Regions from separate parts of the Rattus norvegicus genome. Here region 2 is linked to region 1. A link is a contact called in public Hi-C data. All regions are on one chromosome and are shown on one strand. Each heading gives the region's core, a stretch centred on a gene start, on an enhancer-like site or on the middle of the called end of the contact. The rest is flanking DNA. Distances are from core to core; before and after follow the strand shown. Region 1 has its middle 23 kb from the start of Gprc5d. Region 2 overlaps Fam234b (family with sequence similarity 234, member B).

Region 1 (6,597 bases), core at 3,885-6,384:
AGACAGGAGAGTCAGGGACTCGAGGTCATCTTCAGCTACCCAGAGAACTGGAACCCAGTGTAGGCCACATGAGATCCTGCCCCAAACAAAAGAAAACAACCAACCCAAACCAAGGAGCGACAAGAAGGTGCGTAGTAACCGGGTACTGATGCGTTACAGTGTGGCAGTTCTGTCTGTGCACACATGCATGATGACCAGATGGGGATAGTGGCATCTCACAGCAGGCATTCAAAGACTCTGCATTTACTCAAGTCCCCGTTGGTTTCTCAGACTGTTAAGAGCATACGTGGGGGCGATATGGTCAGTGTCCGGTGGGTCCCAGTGTCTGCAGCTTAGTTTCCACCCCAGGGAGTGCAACTTTTTTTCTTCAGATTTCAGATGTGCTCTTCTGGGGTTCTCCTTGGAAATAGCGCTTTCCCAAGTGCAATAAAAGCAAAGCCTTTGGAAACAAACCAGGGCGATTCGACCAGAGAACTGAAGAATTTCCGCTCCTCCCCCAAGCCCCAGGCTTGAGAATTGCTTTTATCATGTTGGACCTATGTCCTTGTTTACAGGAAAAAAGCAAAAACAAAAAACTGCTGGCTGATCAGCTGAAGCCATGGAAATCACTTGAGGGCTAATTAGCATTCGTAGCACCGAAGCAGACACAAGGAACTCCTAAGTGCTCTGCTCTTGGAGTAATACCAGTGTGTGTGAGTGTGTGTGTGTGTGTGTGTGTGTGTGTGTGTGTGTGTGTGTGTGTGTGTGTGTGTGTGTGTAAAACAAACTCTGCCCGGGCATGGTGATACATTCTTTAATCCCAGCACTCAGGAGGCAAAAGGCAGGTGGATGGATATTTGTGAGTTCAAGGCCAACCTGGTCACACAGAGAAACCTTTAATCTTTGAACTGGTGAAGCTGAGGCAGGAGGATTGCCATGAGTTTTAGAACAGTCTGAGTTTACATGGTTCATTCCAGACCAGTGTGAACTGCAGAGTGAGATCCTGCCTGCGACTTGAATGTGAAATGTTCCACACATGCTTGGTTCCTGTCTAGGGGCGACAATTTGGAAGAGTGGGTAACACTTAGGAGGTAAAGCCTCCGTGGTATATTACAGTTCAACTCACTGATAAATTAGCCTTCCTGACTCCATCTTGGGCTTAACAGCCCTCGTATAGTAAAGACAACCTTTAAAGGTTCACTCCTTTTTATGGTTAAATCTGTTTCTCAGGGATGGGGCTATATGCCCCCCACCAGAGTCTTAACTACAAATGCTCCTGTACGGCCTGTTCCAGGAGCCGCCACCAGACCTTTGTTTCAAAAGGTTGCTATGAGCAGCTCGCTCTGGCCTGTTGTTCTACCATCTCGCAACAATATCTTTGCTTCAGAAGATTGCTACAACCAACTGGGTATGCTTATGCTCTTCTTTTGTGAACCCCACTCCTGAACTATAAAAGCTTTATCTTCCCCGTGTCCCGTGGTGATCCCTTGAACCCCGTCTTTGGGGAGACAGCCCCTGTACACAGATACAGCTTGCTTTAATTAATTTGGCCATGATTTGGGGTCTTTCTGTAGTATGAACACCACCCACTTTCACAGACAAAACTCTGGGAATTGTAACTTAGTATCGTCCCAAAAATTCTACTGAGTCAAACTTCATCCTAACATACTTTCTCTTGATGACTTTGCCAGGTCGCTGGTTTCAGAGCTTTTCCTGCTGCTGAACAGCTGGCGCCCCCACCCCCACCCCCATGCCGCCCACTTCCCCCCCAACCCCCACCTCCACTCCCGACGGCCCTGGACAGTCTTAGGTCCCTCCTTCCTCAGCAAATGAGGTCAAACTGGATCCCTACTCTAGCGTCCCAGCCTTCATGGGCCTGTGAAGATGATTAAACTCCTGCTACACAAATTCAGCCCACAGCCCTTTTGTATTTTGCTTCCTGACATAAATCATAGGGTTTCTTTTTATGTAATTAGTCACCCTCAAAGAAGCATGGAGCGGCCTTTTATCCTATTTTGTTTTATGTGTGTTGTTTTCATTTAGGTTTCTATCGCTGCGCTGAACCAGCACGGCCAAGACAGTTTGGGGAGGAAACTGGGGAGGAGCTCTATTTCAGCTTATATTTCCAGGTGACAGTCGATCCCCGAGGGAAATCAAGGCAGGAACTCAAACAGGGCAGGAACCTGGAGGCAGAAACTGATGCAGAGGCCACAGAGGGCTGCTGACTTGCTCATCATGGCTTCTTAACTTGCTTTCTTCTAGAACCCAAGATTATCAGCCCAGGATGGCCCACCTACAACAGGCTGGGACCTCCCCCACCAAGCACTAATTAAGAAAATACCCTATACAAGTGCCTACAAGCTGATCTTATGGAGGAATTTTCTCAATTTAAGTTCCCTTCTTTCAAATGACTTCAGTTTGTGTCAAGTTGACATAGAACTATCATATGTGTGTGTGTTTTGCCCCAATGCACGCTTACTTGTTACATGTGTGCCTGGTATCCATGAAAGGTATCAGATACCCTGGAACTGGAGTTGCAGATGGTTCTGAGCTGCATATGGGTGCTGGAAATCAATCCTAAATCCTCTGGAAGAGCAGCCAAATGCTCTTTACTGCTGAACCATCCATCTCTACTGGCCCCATGAAACAGCGCTCTGTACTTCAAAAATGGTATTTTCTAGGGACAGACTGATAGCTCAGAGGGTAATGTTTGGACTCCAAGCCTGACAGACAGAACTTGATCCTTGTAATCCACCTGGTGAAAGGAGAGATCTGATTCCTGAAAGTTGTTCTCTGACCTGCACATGTGTACTATGGTGTATACACACACACACACACACACACACACACAGAGAGAGAGAGAGAGAGAGAGAGAGAGAGAGAGAGAGAGAGAGAGAGAGAGAGAGAGGAACATACACAAAATAAAAGATAATAGAACCAGACAACCCCTTTATGAACAACTAGGGAAATCTGGAAAAACCCTCCAGCTGAATCTGCTGTTAGTTCCTTGAATTCAGTTGACTTTAATCATCAGGACTTGAATCACAGCAATCACGCAGCTGAGCAGTAGAATGTCAGTCTCCCACCAGCTATGCTGTATGTGATGCCTCTGACACATGAATCATGACGGTGACAGTCAGTTACCTTGGTTGCCTTTCAAGGACTCCAAAACTACTTTTGTTGAAAACATTGGCTCTTCCCTTTGGGCTGAGAGAGTGTGGGCCAAGAATATCACCATACTGCTGCTCCTCCCCTTCCCTCTCCCCCTGCCTTCCTCCTCCTCCTCCTCCTCCTCCTCATCCTCATCCTCCTCCTTCTTCTTCTTCTTCTTCTTCTTCTTCTTCTTCTTCTTCTCCCTCCTCCTCCTCCTCCCCCCTCCTCTTCTCCCTCCTCCTCCTTCTTCTTCTCCTTCTTCTCCTTCAGACAGCATCTCAATATGTAGCCTTGTCTGACCTGGAATTGGGGAGCTTAAACTCAAAGAAAGCTGCCCTCCTGTACCTTCCCAATGCTGGGATCAAAGGTCCGCACCTCCACAGTCACCTGCACTGCCATGCTCAGAGCATGCATTCTGTAAAGAGCTGTAAAGACTGGACACATCCATGCAGACTGCAGGCTGCTTCACCTCTGACTTTCACCACCTTTCCCCACACCTCAGGCCACTCATGACCACACACAAAAGTAAATAAAGTAATCAAAATGTTTTAAATTATAAAGTGAATGACATTTGACATGGACATGCATGCATATGCAGAGGCACACACATATGCAGACACACACATGCGTACACACACACACATGCATGCATGCGTGCACGCACACGCATCAAACTATAGCTGTGAGTAATCTAATACTCATGAAATCCTCCTGCCTCTGCCTCTAGAATCCTGTGGTCACAGGCATGAGCCCCCATTCCTGACCCACCCTGCTTCTTTATCATGTAAACACGCCCAATTCTCTCCTGCACAGGTGGATCTGAGACCCGTCTTCACACACACAGCCACTTTGTGAATAAGTTGGCCTCTTAAAAGATGACTTATTTTATATGTATGGGTGCGTGAATATATGTGCATCACATGTATGCCTGGTGTCCAAGGAGACAAGAAGAGGGTGTCAGATCCCCTGGAACCTGAGGTCCATGTAGTTATGAGCCTCCATGTGGGTGCTGGGAAACAAACCTGGGTCCTCTGGGTTTTAACCGCTGAGCCACCCCTCTAATCCCGGAATAAACTTTCTCCTTTGAAAAACCCATGATTTGTTTTAATTGGCATAGGTGAAGATGGGTCTGGTTTAGTGACATGGTAGTAAGCTTCAAATATGAGAAATAGTGGGGCTGGAGGGATGGCTCAGGGGTTAAGAGCGCTGACTGCTCTTCCAGAGGTCCTGAGTTCAATTCCCAGCAACCACATGGTGGCTCACAACCATCTGTAATGAGATCTGATGCCCTCCTCTGGTGCGTCTGTAGACAGTGACAGTGTACTTATATATATAAAATAAGTAAATCTTGAGAGAGAGAGAGAGAGAGAAAGAGAGAGAAAGAGAGAGAGAGCGCGCGCCAGGCATAGAGCAGTGCGTGCACATTGACATCCCAGCACTGTGTTGAAACAAAAGGCCTTTGAGCTTCAGGCCAGCCTGGGCTGGGTAATGTCTGTGTCTTAGGTGATCTGGATCCTGTTAGTTTAATTAGATATTATCCACCCTAACAAGCCAGACCTACAAACTCTAAGAGCTCTGAGACCTTTTGAGTCTCCCTAGTCTGTCATTACCAAACACAGAACCCCACGACAGCCCCACCATAGCATCGCTCAACTTGAACACCCCTGGCTAGCAAGAGAGAAGCTCAACTTCACAGGAAGCTGCTTTAGACTTAGCCTCCCGAACACGGTTAGCCACGGGGTACCTGCTCTGCAGAGATCGTCGGGAAGCAGCACACTGCTGTCAATCCCAGGTCCGAGCTGGCCCACCTACCCTGACTGCCAGCCCCACTGCCTGGCAGCTTCGCCTTGGTGGACATAACTCAGTCTGCTGGTGTTTCAGGTCTGTGTGTAGGGGTGGGTGTGCCCAGAGCATTCCCGTACATTCATTTACACAACTAGTGTACATTAAGCAGAGCCTGTGTGAATAAGCACACAGCACATAGTAAGCGTTGTCTGTGATGACGGCGGCGTGCCCACGGCATTCTCTCCTCTCCTCTCCGATCCACTGTTTCCCGCCCCGTCTGCCATGCTGTGCACCCTGGAATTCTAAAAACAGCCCCCATATGCAAATGAGATGCAAATCAGTGGAGTTGATATTCGGTGTACGGTAATGGCCACGCCCCCAGTCAGAGGGACCAGCACATACCTTGGCCTAGACTTCCCAATGGTACCAGGAGTGCTCAGGTCACACAGTCTCAGCACTGGCTCAAAGACATCTAAAACCATTAGGGTTGGGGTTTTTTTGTTTTTTTGTTTTTTTAACCAATGTTTTTCTAACATATGTTTATGTAACTATTGGAGACCATGAATACATTTACATATATTAAACTGACATCTAACTTTGTTGCAATGTGTCAGTGCTCTGATTTTATTTTTTTTCCAGCATGTTGTCATGTTGGCAATGTGATACATGTTTTATTTTGGGCCGAGTGATTGATAAGACATTAGTCAAGCGCCTTCACAGGCAATCCATGAGAGACCAGCCCCTCACCCTTGCTTTCTCACATGGATGCTGTGTTGTGTATGTGCACGTGAACCTGTGTGACACAAACACATGTGGGGGTCAGGGGACAGCTTGCTGGAGTCAGGTCTCTCCTTCCACCACGTGTGTTCCGGAGATTTAACTTGGGGCGTGAAGTTTAACAGCAAACACCTTTACCTGCTGAGCCATCTCACTGGCCCTCAAATGTTTAACTGTTTCATTTTTTTTCCCCCTGAGACACAGTTTCTCTGTGAAACAGTCCTGGCTGTCCTGGAGCTCACCCTGTAGGCCAGGCTGGCCTTGAACCCTAGTGCTGGGATTAAAGGCATGGGCACCACACCCCGCCACTATTAACTTTTAACTCTGCCTTATTCTTGCCTTTATCTCTGTCTTACAGACATCATACTAAGATCAACATGTGCCTGTTCTATTTCAGTTTCTTGTGAGAAAAAAAACCCTCTAGAATCATCCTTTCTTCTCCTGGAGTATTTTATTTATTTATCTATTTTGGCAATGGTTACCTTGGTAGAAAAAGAACCCAGGATTTCCATCCTATGTGGTTTCCTTTTTAATTTCACTTGTGAGGGTATTTGGGGGTATATGGTAGCAGGCATGTATAGGTATGTAGCATGTGTATGCGGTGCCCAAGGAGACCAGAGAGATTATGGGATCCCCTGAAACTGGAATTAACAGATAATTGTGAGCCATTGTGTGAGTGTTGGGAAACCCAGGTCCTCTAGAAGATCAACCAATGCTCTTAACCTCTGAGCCATTTCTCCAGCGCCCTTCCTATGCGTTTTTATCTTGCTTCTTCATGGTCCATGATGCCAGTTGACGTTGTCAGTAACAAAGTCAGGCTGACAGGATGGAAGAAGAGTATTCTGCCATTTTCCTCAGTCTTTGAGCTGCACATCAAATCTGGGGCCAATCGCTCCATGTTTG
Region 2 (6,980 bases), core at 3,120-5,619, 140 kb before region 1:
AAACGGCCTGTACGTGTTGGGTGCATACACAATTCTTTCCAAATATTTTCAATTTGCAGAGGAGTGAACCGCAGTCCATGATGTGGACTCCCAACTCTTCCTGGTTGGAAATCCTCTCTACTTGGACCCTCTGGGGACAGTAACAGAGCCAAGGACAAGGACACAGAGGACAGGCAGAGATGGGAACAGGTGGCCTGAAATTGTCATTAAGCTTGGGCAGTAACTCTTGGCATTGACTTCATCAAATTATTTCTTTTTCTACATTACTGGAACCATTCCATCAAATTCGCTAAAATAACATGATAATACCGGAGGAGGGAAAATGCTAGAAATGACTTGCAACTTCTGACAGAAAGGAACAAAACAATTATTACTCAAGCCAAGAGTTGTGTAGGTAAAATACATAGATCACTGCATATGACAACACAAGTTGAGAAGTACATAAAAATTAAAATATTTTATTTCATGTATCCTGTTCCTGGTCTATCATGATGAATCTTTGGTTAGGAGGAAAATACAGGGAAGAAAAGGTGAAAGCTTCCACACAGCTTTCCAGCCATTTTATAAATGCATCCTTTAGCTGTCCTAACCATGTTAGTACCAATCCTTATAGTCTATGTATGACATAATCCTACAGCCAACATTCCACACCAAGAGACACGATTCCTCGCTGTGTTTGGCATAGGTTGGTATTTTAAGGTTAGCTCCCCTTCCCCACACCTCTGCCCTCACTCACTAGTCAGCGCAAACTCAGAGACCCCATGATGTATGAGTCTCCAGAAGGCCTCTCTACAGTCAAAGACATGGATGGGCAATACCTGTAAACATCGATGAGCTCAGAAAGGTTGACAGATCTGTGCTTCTCCCATTCGGGCTCTTCTATCTGCAGAGAGGGTGGTGAGCTGTCTCGGTTTTGGGCCTGAACAAAAATGTCCCGCAGGGCGACGGCTTGTATGTTTCCTAGTGCCACAGGAAGAGCCAACACTGAGAAGCTGGGTTTAAAAGAACTCGCCCAGGCTATCTCCCAGGGTGGGGTTCTGGGCAGGGGACACAGGGCGGATCCCACCCCAGTGCGGTCCCACTTGGAGTGATGGGAAAGTGATCAAGCTGATGCTGGTTGTCCCTCTCCAGAGACCGCATCAAGGGGAGGCAGAGTTCATGACCTGCAGTAGGGGACAGGCCCTATAATGGAGACGGAAAAGAGCCAACGCCAGCAGCCCCTGTCTCACAGGAGCCAGGACACCTACACCAGGGGAGCAGAAGCCAAAGCCAGCCTTGCTTCTTACCAAAGCCAAACAGGATGTAGACAGCTCCACTGGCGGTGATGTAAACCTGGGGACCAATCAGATTCCCCACTCCCACGATGTTATACTTCACAGGTCGGCCCACGGGACTCCCTGTTCGGCCAGATACGAGCAGGAAACACAGATCTGGCTGAAGAAGTAAAAGAAAGGAGCCGTATTAATAGAGCCTTTCATTTCCGAAGGCTTCATGAGCTAAGTGGTTGGAGAGCACGAAGCCTAACGTGCTTGCTCATTCCCCCGGAGATAAGAACCGGGGCGAATGCATACTCCCGATTAGATGTGTATGAAGAGTATCTAAGATTCCTCAGATGAGGAATCACAGTGGTCATCGACTGTGTCATCGCCTAAAGATGGAGAGTTAAATATACGATGCTGATACAAGGGAGGGTCTTTACTCAATAACCAGTTTTTACCAGAGAGATCCGAATGACCAGCTTGAGAGGAGTTAGAATCCCCAAGGAAACACAGCTCTGGGTGTCTCTGAAGATGTTTCTAGAAAGCTTTTTTCTTTTTCTTTTTTTTAAAAATATTTATCTTAAGTATCCTGTTTTTAGGATTTGTTTGTTTATGTATATGACTACTCTGTCGCAGTCTTCAGACTCACCAGAAGAGGGCATCGGATCCCATTACAGTTGGTTGTGAGCCACCATGTGGTTGCTGGGAATTGAACTCAGGACCTCTGGAAGAGTAGTCAGTGCTCTTAACCACTGAGCCATCTCTCCAGCTAGAAAGTTTAATCAAGTAGGAAGACCAAATCTAGATGTGGGCAGCTTCATCCTATCAGCTTGGGGTCTTAACTGAACAAAAATTAAAAAAAAAAAAAAAATCAGGGCCTACGGAGAAGGCTGTTGTAAGTACTTGTTGTTCAACCATGAGGACCGGTGTTCCGATCCCAGGACTGAAGTCAGGCAGCTTATGAATCCCTGCAACTCTGGCTCTGGGATCAAAACTCATCTGCCTCCCAAGGACACTCACATACACACATGTGTGCACAAAGACTCATACAGACATACATACAAACACATGCACACACATAAATGAAATTTAGTTGCAATAGAAAGAAAGGAGTGAGCATGGACTTCCCTGCTTCCTGACTGTGGATACAATGTGACAGTGCCTCAGCTTCTGCTGCCCCCACCATGCCTTCCCCGCATCCTGGCTCTTGACACTGTAAGACACGGTGAAACCTTCCTCCCCTCAGATGACTTTGCCAGGTATTAGATCTCAGCAGTGGCTAACACACTGGTGTGCCCCTGTATCAGCCCACAGAATTCTCCTACAACGTCACATGTCTGGCCTGGCCACTGTCAAGTTCGCTCTGGAAATCAGTAACACTTCTCTGCAAATGGCCAGCTGGTGGATATTGTAGGCCTCTCCAGTGGTGAGGTCTCAGTAGCAACTGCTTTCTACTGTTCTCCTGGCATGAGTCTGTCACAGGGAGAACAGGAAATGACTATGCTCCAACAAAAATTTATGTGGGAAAACCAACAGTGGGACGAACTTAACCCACTGGCCACAGCTTATTAGCCTGAGCTCTAAAGACTCTGTTTCTCCATTATTTTGTGTGTGTGTGTGTGTGTGTGTGTGTGTGTGTGTGTGTGTGTGCATGCGCGCGCATGTGCACACGGGTAGTATATGCTGTGTGTGAGCAGGTGCCCTTAGAGCCCAGAAGGGGGCATTCGATCCCCATGAAGGGAAGCTACAGGCAGCTGAGAGTCATGTGACGCAAGGGTTGGGTACCAGGCTCCAGTGCCCTGAAAGAGAGGCAAGCACAACCACTGAGTCACTGCCCCAGACCCTCGATAAAGTGCTTGACAAGGTTTATAATTATGAATTCTTATAGAAAAGATAGACCAGTGTGGTTTTCAGCACACGCATCAAAAATGACTTATTCTGTCAATACCAGAGGGGAGATTTTAGGGGAAGGTCATAGCACTCTGCTCTTGTATGTCCTAAAACATCCTGTCAAAGACTACATCACTAGAGTAAGCATATAGCACAGCTAAAACACTATATAGCAAACTTAATGCTCTAAAGGGCCTTAGGTTGGAAGATGAATCAAAATTATAGGAAGAAATCATTTTACCAATTAATTGGTTATGGTGGTTTCAATATGCTTAGCCCAGGGTGTGGCACTATTAGCAAGTGTGACCTTGTTGGAGGAAGTGTGTCATGATGGGGGTGGGCTTTGAGACCCTCCCCTCCTAGCTGCCTGAGGGAATCCATCTTCTAGTGAGCTTCAGATCAAGATGTGGGGTTCTTAGCTCCTCCCTTGCCATGCCTGCCTGGACACTGTCATGCTCCTGCCTTGGTGATAATGGGCTGGACCTCTGAACCTAAAGCCAGCCCCAATTAAAGGTTGACCTCACGAGAGTTACCCTGGCCGTGATGTCTCTTCACTGCAACGGAACCCTGACTGAGACATTGATTAATGAAAAGAGAGGAGCTCATTTGGTGACTATAAGCCAGGAGCAAATGTTAGAAAGTCTTCAGCTACGAACAGAAATTGAATCTGCATTAAAAGAAGTAATGGTATCCTCGGGTGGAGGTAACCATGAACAGAGCTCTTTGCGGATGTTAAAGAACCTATGGGCAGATGGGGTTCAGGGGAAGAGGAGCACCCTGTCTCTGAGGAGACTGTGTCAGCAATGGATACTTAGCCTTTGGAGTAACTGACTTAGTGGGGTCAGGCAGTCCCTGGGTTTGAGCTAGATGGAGATCGATTCACTCCAAGATGCCAAATGGGAACTGTGAAGTGGAACTCTGAATGGAGGCTGGGAGCATAAACTCCTCCACCAACACTGCAGCCCACGAGCTGATTAGCAATGCAAGGGGGCTCACACATCAGTGCCATTAGCGTTAGCCTGGGGCGTGAGAAGGACACACAGGGCCATGGGTCTGGGCTCACATTCACACCGACACACAGTGTGACTGCAATGGCTACAGGCTTCTCAGGTCCCTTCTCCATAACATTCTGGACCAGACTGGTCCCCACGTACCGAAGCAGGCTCTTCTGCCAGGTTCAGCTCATACCCCTCCCAGACCTAAGGACTCGTCTACTCTTAAGTCACAGTCCTAAATGTATTCCCTTTCTATGTCTGTGCCTCACACAGCTCCTCCCACTCATTGCCTGTAATCAAGGCAGAAGCGGGCAGTAGGCACGGCCTAAATCCATCTGCTCTCTCGGAACATCCCGTAACTGTCACTTTCAGGCAACATGGAGACTCTTATATCATCTGCATACTACTGCTCAAATGAGTAAACTCTGTGAGGACAGCTGACCAACAGACAGGTAGGGTCAGAGTTAAGAGCAGGCGAGCTGATTCCTCTCACAAGGGCCCTGTAGTGTGGAGAGTCTCAAAAGCCTAGCCCACCGCCCTTCACATTCCCGGGCATAAGAAGCAGACGGGGCATTGAGACTAGAATTTCTGCTACTCCTGGTGGTATAGACCTGAAATTCCAGTATTAGGGAAACTTATCAGAAGACTAAGGCAAGCCTGAGATAACAGTGAGACTCTGTCCCCCAAAATCTCAAACAAAAGAACCGAGATCTCCAAATGTGCTGATGCACAAGAATGAGGCCTGCTGGGCTATGAGAACTGGGTTCCGTCAGAAAGCAGTTTCCCACACTCTCACGCCTTCAGAAAATCACGTCCTATAGCAGGAACAAAGTCCTTCCACCCCCACGTTGAATACTGGCTAGGATACAAAGTTTAAAAACGCTGTGTGAGGTGGCTGGTGAGATAGCTCAGCCGCTCCAAAGGTACTGAGTTCAATTCTCCAACAACAGGATCTGACGCCCTCTTCCAGCATGCAGGTGTACTAGCAGACAGGGCTCTCGTACATAGAAATTAATTATTTAAAATAAAACTCTATGTGAATAATTCCTATATCAGGTCAATGACTTAGCCGAGGCAGGCAAATCTGAATCTGAGGCAGGGGGACAAAAGGAGACCCTGTCTCAAAAATAAAAATAAAACAGACTGAGCCAGTGATATTGATCTTTAAAGTAAGAAAGGCGGGACCAGCAAAGATGGGTTTTTCTGCAGGGGACTTGAGTTTGGTTCCCAGCAACCATATGGTGGCTCGCAAATGTCGATAAATCCAGTCCCAGGGGATCCGGTGCCCACTTCTCCTCTCCAAAAGCACCAGGCACACAAGTGGTACAAAGACATATATGGAGGTAAAGCATCCATATATACAATAAAATATATACAGTCCCCCTTTTGTTTGTTTGTTTTTTCTAAGACAGGGTTTCTCTGTATAGTCCTGGCTGTCTTTGAACTCAATCTGTAGACCAGGCTGCCTTCAACTCACAGAGATCTGCCTGCCTTTGCCTCCCGAGTGCTTGGATTAAAGATGTGCACCGCAACCACCCAGCTGCATATAGCTTGAATTTAAATTGCAAGCCAGTCACGGTGGCACATACCTTACTCCTAGTCCTTTGGGAGACAGAGGCAGGTGAATCTAGGTGAGTTTGAGGCCAGCTGGGGCTACATAGTAAGAGCCTGTCTCAAAAGAACAAACAAAATTTTAATTGAGATAACTGCTCATTAATTTGATCTTCTCTGAGACTGGGGAAAAGGTCTTTTATTTCGTCTGTGTACCAAGCGGCTGCTCCACAACGTCTGAACTGTGACTTATGAGGTCACTGTGCTGGAATCAAAGTTCATCTTTCTTGAGGGGGAAGGGAGGAAATCAAGGCATTGCATCACTGTGGTATACTGGACAGACTAGAACATATTAAGTAGACCAGGCTGTCCTTGCACTTACAACAATTCTCCTGCCTCAGCTTCCAAGTGCTAGAATTATAAATATGAGCTACCACATCCACACTGAAAATCTGTCTTCTTCTGGCACTCCCTTTGGTCCTTGATGAATCAGAAAGGATTTTAGTCTGGTTAGTTTATGTAGAGGGAGGTCCTGATGTTAAAATTCCACTCATCAATTGGTTCTTGATGTGTCAATAAAGAAGGTGGGGAGGAGGGGCGGGAGAGGAGGGGTGGGGAAGGTACAGGTGGGACTTCCAGATCCCAGGAGGAAAAGGAGACAACACAAGGAAGGAAAGTGGCAGATCTGTCGTACTTTGGAAGAAGAACACAGCAATCATGTAAGGCCCCAGGGGGCAGCTAGGGCCTGTGGCCTCCACTATGGGAAGATGGCCAAAGATGTTTGCAGGGACTAGGTGGAACGAGCCACTACATTTGGTGCAGGAGGAAAATGGAGATAATAAATTGGTAAGGGCACACTTTTCTAGGCAGGAGTGATCCGTGCCCAGCAATTATGCCTAGTAGGCAAATTAAAAGGTACCAGAGCTCTGTGTGTGTGTGTGTGTGTGTGTGTGTGTGTGTGTGTATGTGTGTGTGGTGTGTGTGTGTGTGTGTGTGTGTGTGTGTGTGTGTGTGTCCAGGTTAGGGCTGGTGGCAGCAGATCCTGGAGCTAAGCTGGGTAAAGCAAAAGGAAAGCAGGGAGTGGCCAGAGCTCAGTCCAATGAAGGAAAAGGTGGTACGGATGTTTAAAACCACAAGCTACAAGTTTAGACAGGTCTCATTGTGCAACCCAGGCTCACCTGGAACTTTCAAACCTCTTGTGTGCTGCGATTACAAGGGTGAAGCATTTGCTTGTGATGATGTTGTTGTTGTTGCTGCTGCTGCTGTTGTTGTTGCTGCTGTTGGG

The links. Hi-C and Micro-C count contacts between places; a contact is called where the count stands out from the background.
Region 2: a contact with region 1 is called in a Hi-C map of the A7r5 cell line, with 8 times the contacts expected there. The contact joins two enhancer-like sites. A contact is called at or near these places in 7 of 12 Hi-C or Micro-C datasets (the A7r5 cell line, frontal cortex, hepatocytes and 3 more).

What each region holds. Positions count from the first base shown.
Region 1 is chr4:169,660,283-169,666,879 of GRCr8, reverse strand. No RefSeq gene overlaps it. Among named protein-coding and RNA genes, the nearest start is that of Gprc5d, 23 kb to the left of the region's middle. Within about 2 kb of position 5,134, at least 6 of the 93 cell types and tissues checked have an H3K27ac peak or open chromatin away from gene starts, as enhancers often do.
Region 2 is chr4:169,801,195-169,808,174 of GRCr8, reverse strand. Fam234b (family with sequence similarity 234, member B) reads right to left here. Exons shown (of 13, transcript NM_001108652.1): 6 at 1,287-1,434; 7 at 819-960. Among named protein-coding and RNA genes, the nearest start is that of Fam234b, 25 kb to the right of the region's middle. Within about 2 kb of position 4,369, at least 17 of the 93 cell types and tissues checked have an H3K27ac peak or open chromatin away from gene starts, as enhancers often do.